Regions from separate parts of the Zea mays genome. Here region 1 is linked to region 2. A link is a contact called in public Hi-C data. All regions are on one chromosome and are shown on one strand. Each heading gives the region's core, a stretch centred on a gene start, on an enhancer-like site or on the middle of the called end of the contact. The rest is flanking DNA. Distances are from core to core; before and after follow the strand shown. Region 1 holds the start of LOC100383837. Region 2 holds the start of LOC103630457 (quinone oxidoreductase).

Region 1 (3,821 bases), core at 183-2,682, 260 kb after region 2:
AGAGAGCTTCATATTTTAAGATTTATGTAAAACAGTAACTGAATGCCATAGAGGAGAGGTAGCAGTGGCAGCATCTATAATTTGTGATTCACTACCACCTTCAATAACTGGAAGAATTTGCTTGTTTTAGTAGTTTTTTCAGACATATGGTCTGATCGAAGACGATCACATGAATCAAGGAGGCCACAAAAGTGTATCGACAAAAAAATGTAGTACCTATGCTATTTAGAAGAATACAGATAATTTCTGCACATGTTATGAAAATCGTAACCTATGCCTCCAAAACATCAAATGTAAACTGGAAGATAAACAGAACTACAGTAATTTGACAGCACACATTAACCCGTGTCCTACCTCTTCTACTAAGGACACACACACACATATGGAAAAGCAAAAAAAAAGCAGAAAAGCAAAGCGATGATAGGCAACAATCACAAAATCCATAGGATTACTATATAATACAATACAGAATAGAAATGGGAAATGGGAGCACCGGTACCCGCAGTGGCATCAAGCTGCGCCGTTTCGCTGGGCACGACGGGGTGTACTTTGGGGAGCTTACGGTGGCCGCGCTTGACGGAGGTAGAGCCGTCGCCGGCGAGGGTGGGGATCGGAGACGTGTCGCACTCGGTTTTGGCCTTCATGGGCAGACGGTCGCAAGCCTTAGCATCTGTGCATCGACCTGCTTCATGGCGGCTTCCAGCGGGGGAGGGGGAGGACGGGGGAGGAGCTCAAGCTCCTGGAAGCTTCGCGTAATGGAGAGAGTGGGAGGGCTGCGTCGGCGGCACAAGGGATTGGGGAAGCTTCACGACGGACGAGGAGTGGGAGGGCTGCGTCGGCGGCACAAGGGATTGAGGAAGCTTCACGACGGACGAGGCGCCAGTGTTGCAGGCTGCCACCGCGACCGCTAGCCGCTATCCGGGACGTTGGGGGTGGGAGCACCTAGAAGGTTCCTGGGATTGGAGAGGCTGCGCGGGGCCGTCGAGATGTGATCGAATGGCTGCAAAATTGAAGGACGACGTGGACTTCTAGGGAGCGAGTTTTGCATCCGTCTTTTATATATAGAAATAAGTTATCGAGATATTATATGTTCTAGATGCAATGCACGTACACTGACCTATCTTATATAATACATTAGGTGAGTGCCCGTGCATCACATGCCCGAGTTTCTCTTCGATGTTATCTCAGACAGCTCGTATATGTCATCCTTTATCTCATAACTATATAACATATATGTGCATATATAAGTTATCGAGATATTATATGTCTCCGTTGCAACGCACAAGTACCGAACTAGTTTATACACACCCTCAACTGATTTGATGACCGCAAATTAGGAGGGATCCATAAAAAGGAATCCGTTGTTATTAAAATTTGATGAATAGCAAAACCAGTAATAAAATGTAGCGACTACCGGCCCTCACTTTGCACACTTCCAATCTCTTCCCATCTGCCGCGAGTTGCTACGCTCTCACAAGAACTCGCTCGACCCCCAAACCCCTCTTGCCCTAGCGCTCCCCGCCCCTGCCCCTCGCCGCCGGCGAGATGATCCCCGTCAGTGCCGATGTCGCTGCGGAGCTGCGCCTCCTGTTTGAATGCGCTACGGACTCCAACTTCGACTCCATTCGGCGCGAGATCTGCCAGGTACCCATCTGTACTGCTGGACCCTCCCGCTTCCTGCCAGCGTTACGCCCCCCTCCCTCTCTTCGATTCTTAGCTTCCCAGTCTGGATCCGCGGGTTCTAGTGCGTTCTCGCCAATGCTGCGTCGCCTGCATTCTTGTGAGCGCGTTCAATTCCTCCCTAGCTTAGGATATGGTAGCGTTTAACGGTACGATTGTCGATTCTGAGTTTAGATTTGTTAGAGTTGCAGGCCACAAGTTCAGCGCTAGCGACCTAGGTTAACACAAGTGGGTTTTTGGGACTTATGGCCGCGCTTAAACTCTGTATGAATAGTTAAGGCTCATTCGCTTCACTAGCTGATCTATTTCATTTCCTCAATCACAGAGCTCGTGGTGACTTTTTCATTGGCAGTTTTAGTTCAAATTCTCGTTGAACCACCTAGTGGGTTTTTGGACTTATGACCGCGCTTAAACTCTGTATGAATAGCTAAAACTCATTCCATTCACTAGCTGATCTATTTCATTTCCTCAATCACAGAGCTCGTGGTGACTTTTCATTGGCAGTTTTAGTTCAAATTCTCGTTGAACCACCTACTGTAGTTTCGCAAAATAGAGCAGTTTACCTACTTGCTTGATAAAATGAGTTTCTTCTTTGGCTTCGATCATATCTTAGTTCTAATTACTGAATACTGAGTCTGCTCGATGTTTTCTAATTCCAATTATTTTCCCCACCTTTTCAGTTAGTTGACAGTGGCCTGGATGGATGCATTTTGGTGCTCCGAGTATGTCTGAATCAAGTGTTGCTGAATGCTGGGGAGGTCAAGAACCTCCAGTTGCAGTTGCAACAAAGGCTTTTATCTGATGTTTTCAGATATTGTTTGCGCAAGACATGCTTCACAACCAGTTTTTGTGAGGTGCTGACAACAATAGCCTTGACGGATGATTTTCTTGAAAGTCTGTCAAATCTGCTGGAACTCTCAGTTGCCGAGAAAATTGGTGTTGGGCTTGCGCTCTCAGATTCTGAGAACTCAGAGATAAAGCAGAAAGGTAGACATTTCTCTGTGAGTCTAGTGATATCATATCCGCTTCTCTTATTTTCAGATGATCATTGACATTGCCTCTTGTTCCAGGGCAATGGTTTTCAATTGCTCAAATTGAAGAGCTGTGCATGAATCCTATCCAATCTGTATCAAATGATCAAATTCATGAAATTGTCGTGTTTCTGCATCAGTATGATGGCCTGTTGAAGCATCTGGACACTTTAAATAATGTTGTATCTCTACTAAAAGTCACAGAGAGGCCGTTTTTTGCACCTGTCACTAATGGAGATTTTGATAGACAACCAAATCTTTCAAGGTATTCAGTTTCTGACTAATCAAATTCTGAATATGTGTACTTCTTCATTCCTATTTATTCACAAATGCTCCCCCTCTTTTTTTGTGCCATGTAGACATTTGGATATGTACTTGGGTAGCACAAATGATGATTTTGAGTCACTTCTGTCTGAAATCGGGAAAGAAATAAGCATGGCTGACATTGTAGCTGAGTTGGGTTATGGATGTACTGTTGACAACACTCGCTGTAAGGAAATACTTTCCATTGTTGAGCCTCTTGATGATGTCGCCATATCTAAGTTGCTTGGGGCTGTTGTTGGCACTCATAGTGGTCTTGGAGATGCCCATAACAGATATGCAACATTTGTATCTGCTATTCTTAATAGCCACACGAACGACTCATCTCAGCTGACTAAATGGAACGCAGATGTTCTTGTGGATTCAATCAATGAACTCGTAAGCTATTGACTTCTTGCTTTTTTATTGGATGTTCTTTTTTTTATCTTGCACCCTTACGCTCTATCTCTCTTTAACACGCAGGCCCCAAGTACAAACTGGGTGCGTGTAATGGAATATCTTGATCACGAGGGTTTCAATATACCTGATGAAACAGGCTTTTACCTATTGATGTCTATATACACGCGTGCTTGCAAGGTATGTATATATAAACATTTCTATTCTTGGAAAATCAACTAGCTGCTTAATAAATTAATTGGATTATACAGGATCCATTTCCACTTCATGCTGTTTGTGGGTCATTGTGGAAAAACAGAGAAGGCCAGATATCGTTCTTGAAGCATGCAGTTTCTGCTTCACCTGATAAATTTACATTTGCTCATTCGTCCAGGCACTTGGTAATTCTGACAA
Region 2 (3,462 bases), core at 531-3,030:
AAGGTTTCAACTTTGAAGAAATAATATGAAAAGACCACATCACTTTATTAGTTGTGAGCAAAGTACTGTTTTTTTATCGAACTACAACCACAGTCGCTTAAATAAAGTTAGTGTGTCCCAACGAAGCAAATGTTTTGCACAAACAATTACAGGTTGGTCATTGACATCTGTTTTCAGAAAACTCCTGTATCAAGTTTTCCCCAGTAGCAAAAACCTGGGCCAGATTAAAAACTCGGCCGGGGAGGGAAAGACCGCCCTCCCGGTATTATATTAAAGAAGAGACCGAAACAATGGTCCCGGCCAAGAAAATCCCCGAACCCTGGCCCCCCATCACTAACGGACCGGCGTCAACTGTCCACTCTGCAACGGCCCAACCGGAGAGTGGCGCACAGGACATTGTAACCCAAGAGCAGATGGGGCACAACGAGGGGATTTTTTTAACCAAGCCTGAAAATTCGCTCCCGAGGGGAATCGAACCCAGGACTTGGAGGTGCTACTTGGAAGTCCTTAACCACTAGGCTAGAGGCCCTTTCGCCCTGGGCCAGATTAGAGGCCCCATCATCTATTTGTTCAACCTACACGACAATATTTTCTTTTTACTAAGTAAGTACTTACACGAAAAGATATTTTTTGTTGCAAAATAAATAAGTACAACACATCAAGTCAAAACGTTACATTCACCACAGGTCCACATCCACTGAATCTATCTAAAAAACTTTGCAAATTCCTAAACACAAATTTCATACTATGTATCTGCTTCCATGTATATAAATAGACCTATATATTACTTATATAAATATACAATGTCATTTTTGCTTACTGTTTACATATCCAATTGATTGTTCAAATAAACAATTGTCAGAACGCTCGCGCAAAGTAATAAGAAGGGGTCGTCAGAATCACATTCAGTTAGCCAAGGGCTGAGATCCCAGACTGAGTGGATACTGTAAGAGGAGGGCTAAAAATCAATCAATTAAGTAGTGGTTAGGGTTTAGGGTTTGTTTGTACCTTGAATACCCGGCGAAGCAGAACATGGGCGGTCATGCCCTTGAGCATCACAGAAGCTGCTTGCTTATGATCAACGGAAGGTGGAACAGGAACAGCGACAGCCGCTGGAAGGATCTGCTCCTGAGCATAGGAGCCCATGGGGTTGCCGGCATATGCAACAACATCGCCCACCTTCCTGCCAGTGAGGCCAGGCCCAACAGCGGTGACGACGCCAACGGCTTCCATTCCTGCGGGACCGGAATTGCGACGAGATCATCATCATCATCATCATCATCAGATGTAGAAGATGTGTTCTCCCCTCCCTGGCTAGAGCTAGGGTAATACCTGGGGTGAAGGGCATGGTGGGCGCGGCGTAGACCCCCTTCCGAAAGTAGATGTCGATGAAGTTGACGCCGACGGCGGTGGTCCTGATGCGGATCTCCCCTTCACCGGGCTCCCCGACCTCCACCTCCTCCCACCGCAGCACCTCGGGGCCGCCCAGCTCGTGGACCCTGATGGCCTTGGACTTGACCATGGTGGCGACAGAGGTGGAGTCGCGGCGGTGGCAGCGGAGCCGGCTAAACCGGGTGGGAGGATTTGGGAGGAGTTGCAGTGGCTGTCCAGGAAAAAGGAAAAACGATGGCAGCAGGAGCGAGGAGAATGCCGACATCTGTTATCAATAGTGATTCCTCTTTCTTCTAACTACTATATACTAGTACTAATCGTTTAAGAGCTTGGGAATGCAATCGGACTGTTTTGTCCACGCAGAATCAAACATTCTGAGTTAAATGCATGAATTCTGAGTTACATTGTTTCTAGGTCCTTAAGTTTGTTATCCATAACAATGCACCATTTTTACAAGCTTAGAAATAAGAGCCTAAAAATGTATTGACCTTTTAAGTGAACTTCGAAGGCCACCGATACATTTAACGCTTCCATGAGGAGCTAGCAGCTGTTTTAATACTGTTAGAACTGTCCTAATTACTCCATTGCGTTTTTAAGTCCAAAACCATTCCAGTGCAGGCATTTACATCAAGCTTACTGGACAACAGCAGAACGACACACTTTTCTTTTCTTTTCCTCCTATCGATCGACTTCCTCTACAAGCTTAGCTTATACAGCATAACCCCATTATCAAATCAAAACTCTCAACGCGATACATTCCGTGTCACGGCCACCACTGCATACAGCACAACAGCGGCTGAGAGCAGTTTCTTCGAAGCAAACACTCTCAGACTGATCTTCACCCTGTGCGACCTCATCAACTTCAGTACCGCTTGCCCCACTAGCACCATGAATGAACATACAGCACCGAGAGCCATTCTCGCAGCATCCCTTGGCCCGCCCACCGTCGTGTTCCCATCAAACTGAATGTAGGTGGCGCCAGCAGGACTACCTTCAGCATCAGCACACTCAAGCCCCAGGGCGTCATTCAACCAGTCAGAGAGCCGGATCAGAATCCTTGCAAGCCAGGCTACTTCAGCCTCTGAGATTGGCCTTTTCATCCACTCACCTTTGTATTTAACATCAGCCCAAGAACCCTTCCTCAAGCTGGGATGCTTAGGTGTGAATACCTCCCCACGCACCTGATGCTGTTGATTATGTGATTCCTCCAACGACGTATTCCCGTTAATTCTTTCAATGTGCCCTTGGAAGGCTGTTTTCATCTGTGACTTGATAGAATCCAGCGTCTGGAGTGCTTGTTGCGTCTCACCTGGAAGGCGCAGTATCTCTGACTCTGCTCGGACCAAAAGTAGCTTCACAAAAAACAAAGTTGCACATCAGTACTCAGCTCACAAAACAACACACACACACACAAGAAGCATCCAAGATTCAGTCATCATACATATATAAACACGAAAACAAGGCAACTTTCCACATTGACATGCATAAGTGATGATAAATAGATATCAGATGGTGCTACCCTATAGCCATTAGCCAAGTGATTTATGCAACAATACATTAGCTTAGAAAATCAACCATTACAAGGTAAAGCGTGATGGTCCATGGATTGTTTCATTCAGAAAGCATATGTATACCGTTCTCACTCAGCACTCTGAAACGGTTCACTCACCACTTCCTAATATATGTTTTACCTAAACCAAAATTTCAGCCTTACTAATTGTGTATTAACCCAGGCCTAAAAAACTGCAATCAGCTAAACCAAAGATTGGAAGCAAGCCTGTGAAACAGATGAGAGATGCCAACTACTCCCTCCATTCTGTTTTGGTGGGCATACGTTTCCTTGACTTAGAGACCAAGGAGGTTCCAAAGTGACAATTTCCCTTGCTTAGCCTTAATCATGCATGCTACTACTAGCTTTTACTTTGTCGCTTTGGTCCTTGCATGCAGCCGCATGAATATACATGCATGCCCAAGTAAAACGCTTCCAAAGATTAAATGGATGGCATGCCCATGCAGAGCAACGAGGGGTATAGTGGTCCGTTAGTGCTTTTGATAAATTTGTATACCTAC

What was found. A called contact is a pair of places that touch in the nucleus more often than the background predicts.
Region 1: a Hi-C map of leaf shows a contact between it and region 2, with 6 times the contacts expected there. The contact joins the promoter of LOC100383837 here to the promoter of LOC103630457 in region 2. A contact is called at or near these places in 6 of 25 Hi-C or Micro-C datasets (ear, endosperm, leaf and 1 more).

What each region holds. Positions count from the first base shown.
Region 1 is chr1:1,481,797-1,485,617 of Zm-B73-REFERENCE-NAM-5.0, forward strand. It overlaps LOC100383837, which reads left to right and starts at 1,433. Exons shown (of 51, transcript NM_001362461.1): 1 at 1,433-1,644; 2 at 2,361-2,667; 3 at 2,751-2,976; 4 at 3,071-3,410; 5 at 3,495-3,608; 6 at 3,680-3,808. The coding sequence starts at 1,546.
Region 2 is chr1:1,220,513-1,223,974 of Zm-B73-REFERENCE-NAM-5.0, forward strand. LOC103630457 (quinone oxidoreductase) reads right to left here and starts at 1,781. Exons shown (of 4, transcript XM_008651512.2): 1 at 1,333-1,781; 2 at 1,009-1,235. The coding sequence starts at 1,657. It overlaps LOC100279889, which reads right to left. Exons shown (of 4, transcript NM_001152841.1): 4 at 1,743-2,744. The coding sequence ends at 2,136.